2 separate regions of the Bombyx mori genome follow, and region 2 is linked to region 1. Evidence: chromatin contacts called from public Hi-C data. All regions are on one chromosome and are shown on one strand. The core of a region is the stretch at or near the end of the contact, and the rest is flanking DNA. Distances in the headings are between cores, read along the strand shown. Region 1 holds the start of LOC101743928 (transmembrane protein 179). Region 2 holds the start of LOC101744646 (AP-2 complex subunit sigma).

What was found. Hi-C and Micro-C count contacts between places; a contact is called where the count stands out from the background.
Region 2: a contact with region 1 is called in a Hi-C map of middle silk gland, with 2.3 times the contacts expected there. The contact joins the promoter of LOC101744646 here to the promoter of LOC101743928 in region 1. A contact is called at or near these places in 3 of 7 Hi-C or Micro-C datasets (middle silk gland, midgut and an unstated tissue).

What each region holds. Positions count from the first base shown.
Region 1 is chr25:536,795-540,722 of ASM3026992v2, reverse strand. LOC101743928 (transmembrane protein 179) reads left to right here and starts at 1,256. Exons shown (of 5, transcript XM_012690028.4): 1 at 1,256-1,980; 2 at 2,896-3,036; 3 at 3,310-3,471. The coding sequence starts at 1,871.
Region 2 is chr25:680,867-685,366 of ASM3026992v2, reverse strand. It overlaps LOC101744646 (AP-2 complex subunit sigma), which reads right to left and starts at 2,390. Exons shown (of 4, transcript XM_004925653.4): 1 at 2,208-2,390; 2 at 1,981-2,130; 3 at 391-564. The coding sequence starts at 2,210. LOC101744983 (hippocampus abundant transcript 1 protein) reads left to right here and starts at 2,941. Exons shown (of 1, transcript XM_004925656.5): 1 at 2,941-4,500. The coding sequence starts at 3,626.

The DNA.
Region 1 (3,928 bases), core at 7-2,506:
AGGGATCGAGAGGTGAATGGAAAAAAAACCATTTTTTGTACTGTAATAGTAGAATGTTGAAAGTTCACAAAACAACTGAATATGCATGATAATAGCTGCAAACTTATAAAAATCGCGTTTCAAATTAACTTCTTGTGGTGGTAATTATTTTAGTGCTAGAAACTTTGCTCTCTTTTATTTATTTGATAATAATAGAAGACTACTGTGATTTATAAACGTTATTTAGTTTTTGAACCATCATATATATTAAAGGTAAGTATCAGTTGTTATTGGTGTTAATGTATTTGATAAAATAAAAATACATGTAAAAACGGTTGTTTTTGGGGATATTGGGGACGTCTCAGGTACAAACAACAATGAAAAAGGGGTCAATTGGGATGAGAATAAGTGAAATGGAAACGACTTAAATATAAATAGGTACAGGTTTGTAGGGTTGTCTATGTACTATGTAGTTATGTTGTAGGTACTTATTAACTCCATGGTAGTTATAACAATATTTTTTATATTTGTTGGTAAGTATTTGGTTTATTCATGATGTTTTTGTCTAAAACTTTTATTCAAGCAAATTTCTCTGTTAACACTAATTTCGTCCCCAATAACCACAATTTCTGGGTAAATAGGGATATCACCTATTTTTGCTTTTTTTGCTTAAACTGGAATGCTAATTGCATAGCTTTAAATTGGATAACAAAGATACCCTCAAGGCTCAGTCATTTTGATCCTGATATAGCATTTCAAACATCAACAACAATAAAAAAATTGTTCATCAAGTTGGAATTTGTCCATAATTATCCCATTTTACCGGTATTTAAAATGAGACTTTTTGGCGGGAACGCCAGAAGTGGAGTTGTGTGATTTGTTTTATTTTGTCTATGTAGTCTTTCTTCAGGTTTAAATGTCTAATAAGGGTGGTTTATTAACTGTTTAATAACTGTAAAAGTGCACAAATGTGGAAAAATGAAACAAAGCTGCTGGACGTAGCTTCTCGGGATCCTCCACCATGTATACGAAAAAATCTCAGTAAATGACCACCATTTTACTGAGATTATATTTCATCCCATATTATCTCATCTCATTTTATTTTATTTCATCGCAGTTGATTAATTTCTCAAATTATCATCTTCATTTCATTTCATTTCATTTCACTCCATATTATCATTTTTCATAAAAACAAGAATATAAATTCAAATAAAACATGACGTAAAGATCTTAGATACCAGGTCATAAAATTTCTTTTAAAAAAATTTGTGATTGTAGACTTTTTGGCGGGAACGCGAGGAGTGAAGTTGTGTGATTTGTTTTATTTTGTCTATTTAGTGTTTCTTCGCGTTTAAATGTGTGATAACGGGGGTTTATTAACTGTTTAATATCTGTGAAAGTGCACAAATGTTGGAAAATGAAATAAAGCCGGATCTCGGGATCCTCCAAACAGCCACTGAAAAAATCTCCGTGAAAGACCACCATTTTACTGAGATTATATTTCATCTCATATCATCTCATTTCATTTAATTTCATCTCAGTAGACTAATGTCTTTAATTAATCATCTTCATTTCATTTCACTTCATATTATTTTTCATAAAAATATGGATACTTGAAATTATAATAAGACTTGACCTAAAGATCTTAGTTACCAGGTCATAAATTCCCTTAAAAAAATTGTAGCGGCATAGAATATACACAATCTTAATATTTGAGACTTTTGAGAGTAGCGGAATACGTATATTTATGTAGGTACTAGGTACCTACCTGCCTACTGCGACGAGTTCAGTGTTTTCATTTTCTGCGCCCGGTTTCTCTTCCAAAATCAACGTTCAGTGTTTAATTACTTTTTGTTAGGATATATACTGCTCTTGTAATCGTTTTTTAGAAATGGCGTTAACTAATGTGCTTTTGTTGAGCCAAATAGCGGGGTATTTGATGGGCCTCATACTGTCGCTTTGTGTTATTGTTCCAATGAGTATGCACCAGGACGAATTCAGGTAGGTGTTTATTAAGCACTTATCTTTAATAAAACTAAAATTTTATCCTTTGACCTACTAGGTACTTAGTGTCAATGACTTGCTTAATTTTGTTGTTTACAATTTAGTATATTTTTTACTGAAAACCTCGTATCCAAAAAGGTGTACCGTAAAATAAAGATAAACATGGTAAACTCTTGCATTAATTATGGTAACTATAATTTACCTAGTTCATGGGGGAAAATTTTGTTGTTTTCAATTTCTTCCAACAACCACCTAAATCAACATTATATCTATATATCTTTAAAATATGGATACATAGTAGAAATAAGCTATAGCCACAATGCTTAGAAAAAATACAACCATTGTCTAAACAGAATTAAGAACTTTACAGAATTTCAGAGTTAATAGTAGTTGTGATTCATGTGGTGGGCAGTGTCGGAGTTTGTATATAAATGTAATGGCAGGCAACACTTGACACATGATTACAGATTTCGAATATTAGAATTATTTTAAATGTTTAAAAAACAGATGATTGTATTCTCGTAAGGAAATGTCAATACTTCTCATCTAGACACGGCAAGAGAAACATGTAATAGTTTTATAAAAAATATAAAGATAATAATTGTATAATGGTGTAAAAGTGTTCAAGCTATCTGCAATATAATTATAATGAAGCAGTTGTGTTTTTAAATAGCCCCTCATCACCTACAGAACCCAATCCCCTCAAATGTAACTGTCCAACAGGCAGAATAAAACTATCATAAATCAGATAAAACCATATCATTTATAAATCATAGAGCTCCATGTGATGAATAAAAGCAGTGTCTGAGTCACATGGGGTTGAAGGCATTAAGTTGTGATGTACATGAGCCTGTCTTTTCACCTAGAGCAATAAAAAGAATATTAAATCTTATAAAAACTCTTCTAAACCAGTGGGAATTGCTTGCTGTTCTCAAAAGGTGTATGGCAAGAGGATGGACAACTGCTAGTTTCATGGGCCTCTAGATTCTACTGCAACTATGTTATTCTAGTAGGAATTCTCATGTTCCTTGTGTGCTGCGTTCAGATATACAGGTAAGATATTATTGTTTTTTTGTGCTTTTCATAAACATAAAATAATAATCTCTCATTTGAGAAGTTGTGGCTTTTTTTTTTATTGCCTTTGTAGGTAGACGGGCATACGACCCACCTGATGGTGAGTGGTTACCGTCGCCCATGGACTTCAGCAATGCCAGGGGCAGAGCCAAGCCGCTGCCTACAAAGCTGTGGCTTGTGACTCCCATGTACCTAATAATGTCAGTTACCTTTAATGTGATGTACCTTTGTAATTAGTCAATATTTTTCTAGACTCTCAATGTTGGTGTACAAAGGGGAGGATAGCTCATTTCTGTCGGCATTCTTGGAGGCTGTTGGATGTACTGTGCTCTGCGGGCTTGGAGTCTCTGCTGCCCTGATGGTTACTCTCGGTTTTATGACTTGGTGTGATAACATCATTGAACGGTTTCCTAGGTGAGAACTGATGAGGTAATGAAGTAAAGTGATTTAAATTTGCTGGTCTGATGTTTTTGGTGATAAATCACAAGTTGTATTGCATGAAATTTGTGATTTTGTTACTGCTTTTGTTCTATGTTAATGTAGATACAGTCAAATCTAGATTGTCAGGTCCTACATACTTCGCGCGCCCCCTAGCCACAAGAACCTCGTTTACTGCAAAGAAGGACCCCTATGTCATGGTGCCACAATTCCAATGAGTATCCCTGCAACCTTCCACGAGTATCAGGATACTTGGAGCTGATGTCCAGTTTCGGAGTAATTTGGAGGGCCAAGTTGGCGTCCAAAGTTCTGGGAGTCTACAACAGAGCGAAGCGGTACTTCACGACTGGACAGTTATTCTTGCTTTACAAAGTACAAGTCTAGCCATGCGTGGAGTATTGTACCCACCTCTGGGCTGGGGCTCCCAAATACC
Region 2 (4,500 bases), core at 1,141-3,640, 140 kb before region 1:
TGCACCAAGGGAGAAAAGTAGGGCATTTCCTCCCGCGTGTAAAATTGCCACCCGAGCCGAAGGCGTGTGTGGCAAACACGAGGGATGATCTAATCAATTACAATTTGCTCAAAGAAATTTTTATCAACTTTACAACTACAAAATACGAACAGAATCGAATTTAGCTTTAAACATATCAAAACATGCAAAATGTACCCTTTGATGACCACTTTACCCCAATCAACCTTGTCAAAAATAGGTACTTATAACATAAGCCACTTGAAATGTATTAACAACCCATCTTGATTTTAAAAATTTCTTTCTTTTATCTATTAAATATAACACAAAATAATTGACAGCAGTTTTAAGAATGTCCACATTAAATATAACAGTTTATGTATTTCCACTTACTTTATAAAAATTGAAGACCAAGTCCAACTCGCAAACATTATGGAAATATTCATTTAGGACCTCGACAAAGTTATGTATGGCCTCGAGATAACACAAATTGTTATCATTTACATCGACACATATACAGAAGTACAGACCTGCATACCTCCTGTATACTATCTTGAAATTTCTGAACTGTAAACAGAATAACATATCTTTGTATATCTATACTGTAGAAAAGAGATATTGTTGTATTGTATGAATTTCATATGAATAGTTTAATATTCAATAAAATTATTAAGCTATTGATAGGTATTATATTGATATTAAATATATAAGAATTCTCAAAACCAAGACAGACAGAAGTATTAGGAACTCCTCACAGGATAACTAATATTTTGCAATGTAATATATGTAACACATCTTTGACAAAATATAAACCCACTAGAACAACAAAAAATGTTTTCGGTTGATTAAAGGGTGTTATGTTATACCCAAAACAGTATAGAAATAATTAAATCCTGTATGTTACTGACATAATAGCACTCTTGTATAGATAGATATCTGACAGGTGTAATAGCAGCTTCAAAATGTGTATTGAAAATAATAAATTGAATAGTTGACACCAACACAGTTAACAGCAATATGAAAATTAAATAGAAAGAGTAAGTGGTAGACATTAGATTATTTTTAAACAAACATTGTAGCATCTTATAGGTAATTTTTTCAATTTTTATTTATAGGCTGATAGACAGCCCACCTGATGGTTAGTGGTTACTGTTACTCATTGACATGGATACAATGCCAGGATCACAACCAATTCACTGCCTATAGCTGAGTACTGAGAAAGATGTTACAGCACTCAAGCAACACTGAGAAGAGAAGTTAATTCCAAAGTTAGATGATATTTGGGAAAATATTCAAACTATTCCTCATTGTACTCCCATGGAATGCACAGTATAAAACAAGGACAACTGTAGTTCCCCCACAGTGCCTGTTTTCCAAGCGGTCAGACTGGGATTATCGTCAATCCAAACAGCCTTCTTCTGTATGTAGTCAATGGACATAGCTGATATTTGGGAGACTCAGCTCAAAGATAGGAGCAGTACTCCACACCAGACCAGACTTAGGGTGTTGTAAAGAAAAATTATGTATCCAGGCATGAAGTATTGCTTCTCAATGTTGAGGAATACCAGCAATTTTGATGCAAACTTATAGTCAAGAGTTTCCAAATATTTTCAACAAAACAACAATTACTGTACAGAATACAAATGAAAAAGAAGTTCTCAAAGATTCTCAGCTTGCTACTTTTTAGCATGTGTAGCATGCAAGGGAACTGTTCCAACCACTTCAAGCAGTAAAAAAAGCTGTTTTTGATTATATTATTAACCATCTCAGGGAGGAACGTAATTGACCCTAGTGACTCCTGTGCACACTCAATGCAATTATACATTTAATATTACTTTAACTATACTCTTTCATGTAGTCTTATATTGATTAGTATGATTTAATCTGTATTGTTTCCAAGTGACCAAGGATATCTTCAAGGAGTTATAGCAGACAGAAAGCTTTAGGCGGTCATTAATGATAAAATAGGCTTTATAAAGTTACCTCGACAAAGTTCGTGTGTTTCGCGTCTCTGACGGTGACGACTGCATGCACTTCTTCTATCAACTTCTGTTTTTCGTCATCATCAAAATTCATATACCATTTCGCAAGTCGAGTCTTGCCTGCTCGGTTCTGGATCAAAATGAATCTTATCTGGGAATTTAGAATAATTTTTAATTATTACACGCAAGTAATGAACTAAATAATATTTTTTTATGAGATAAGTATACCATTTTCACGTTTAGTTATGGCTTTTTTTTTAAATATTACTTTCAAAGACGGGTTGACGCCTCCTTTTTTTAAAACTAGTAATCAGAAATCTTTATCTGAAATTCAGTGATTTCAACTTTGACAGCTACAAAATTCAACCTTCTCCCATTCAGTGCACGGTATTATCTATGCTACCATCATACTTCTCAAATACTATGTGTATTATCTATAATCATACTAGCAGCAGTGTGAAAAATGTCAAGAAATCGTAGATAGACTAACCAGATACCTACTACATTTAAATGAAAGGGAAAACCTTGATAATCTTGAATTTAGTTGTATTTTATTACTTTGAGATATTCTCTTTGTTCTGTACGAACTTTTTATTTTATTGACTATTATGGAGGACTATCTTGAGTACTACTTGGTACGTAATCACAGTAAGCAATTGATAGCAAAGAATAAGCTATTAAGTAAAAAATTTGGTAGTTGCATTTACATTTTAATTTAGATATATTTGCGCAATGTTTTTTAAACTTTTATTCAAAGAAAATTACATCACGAGAAGATATATGTCTATGTAACTTCTCCAACGTAAAAGTGTCGAGTTTCTACTGGTAGCTTTTGGAACTAGTGGCAAAAAAACTTTTTATTTTGTAGACTTTAATAGATATGAACTAATCGGTCAATGAAGCCCGTTCTTGAGGAATTGAAACGTATTGGTATTAAATAAAAAAATATCAGTCAATCACAATTGCAATATTTACTAAAAATCTGTACATATATAAACTGTATAAAAATAGAGTTAAGCCTTATAAATAACTAGACATGCGCTAAAATGTGGATTGCATGCAATATTCAGATCGATCAAATTACTTCGAGGATAAAGTATTATTTTCCTAGAAGATTTGAAGATGAATTAAGGCATTACCCACGAAATATTTCGGAGTATCAACTTTTCATTTTTTTTTAATTACTTCGTTGGATAGCTGCGTTCACAGCCCACCTAGTGTTAAACGGTTACCGGAGCCCGTAAACTTCAACAACTCAAATGCCGCCACCCACCTTAAGACATGAGTTTGAAATCAGTTTTTACAATACAACGGCTGTCCCACTCTTCAAGCCGAAATTCATTATTGCTTCACGGTAGAAATAGTTAGTGCGGGCTCACAAGACGCCCTACCACCAGTAAATTATGTTTCATTTATCTTCTCTAATCTGTCCAGGCTACGCCTATTATTGTATTTTTTCGACCGTTCTTTAAATTTTTTTACTCTAGCAACAAAATTATCGAATTGTTTTTCAATTTTCCAGTAAAATTTTGACGTTGCTACAACTTGCTCGTTCATATCTAGTTTTACCAATGTAGAGCTTAAGGTTTTCTCAAAATGTCCGTAATTTAAGTAACATCTATTTATTTAAACGGAATACATCTTAAATGACGCCCACGAAGACCACTAAAACCGAAGTAGAAATGGTGATACGGAACAGAAAAACAGTTATGAAAGACGGGATAATGACAATGTCTGGAATCGGCGAGCCTTCTGTTTTTCACGCTCTGGTCGTTATTTTTTTGGAGTTTTTCGCGTGGGGCTTGCTCACTATGCCGATAATATCGGTACTGAACGCGACCTTTCCCGACCACACGTTCCTGATGAACGGATTGATCATGGGAATCAAGGGCATACTGTCTTTCCTCTCCGCGCCACTCATCGGAGCCCTGTCGGACGTGTGGGGCCGCAAGTTCTTTCTGTTGGTGACGGTATTCTTCACATGTGCCCCGATCCCGCTCATGACTATCAATACCTGGTGGTTCTTCGCGATGATCAGCATCAGCGGAGTGTTCGCGGTCACGTTTTCGATAGTGTTCGCGTACGTGGCTGACGTGACGACCGAAGCGGAGCGGTCTCGCGCGTACGGCCTCGTCTCCGCTACGTTTGCGGCTAGTCTAGTCATATCACCCGCTTTGGGTGCCTACCTTATGGATTTGTATGGAGAGTCCCTCGTCGTGGCTGCCGCTACCGCTGTTGCTGTACTGGACGTGTTCTTTATTATGGTCGCGGTGCCTGAGAGCCTCCCAGAGAAAGTGAGACCAACCGGCTGGGGCCCTGTCATCAGCTGGGAACAAGCAGATCCTTTTGCTGCACTGAGGAAAGTTGGTGCTGAGCGCACTGTGCTCATGCTATGTGTGGCAGTATTCCTCTCCTATCTGCCTGAAGCTGGACAGTACTCATGCATATTTGTTTACTTGAAACTAGTGATGGGTTTTGGTGTAGTGCAAGTGGCCATATTTATTGCTATTGTTGGTGTTTT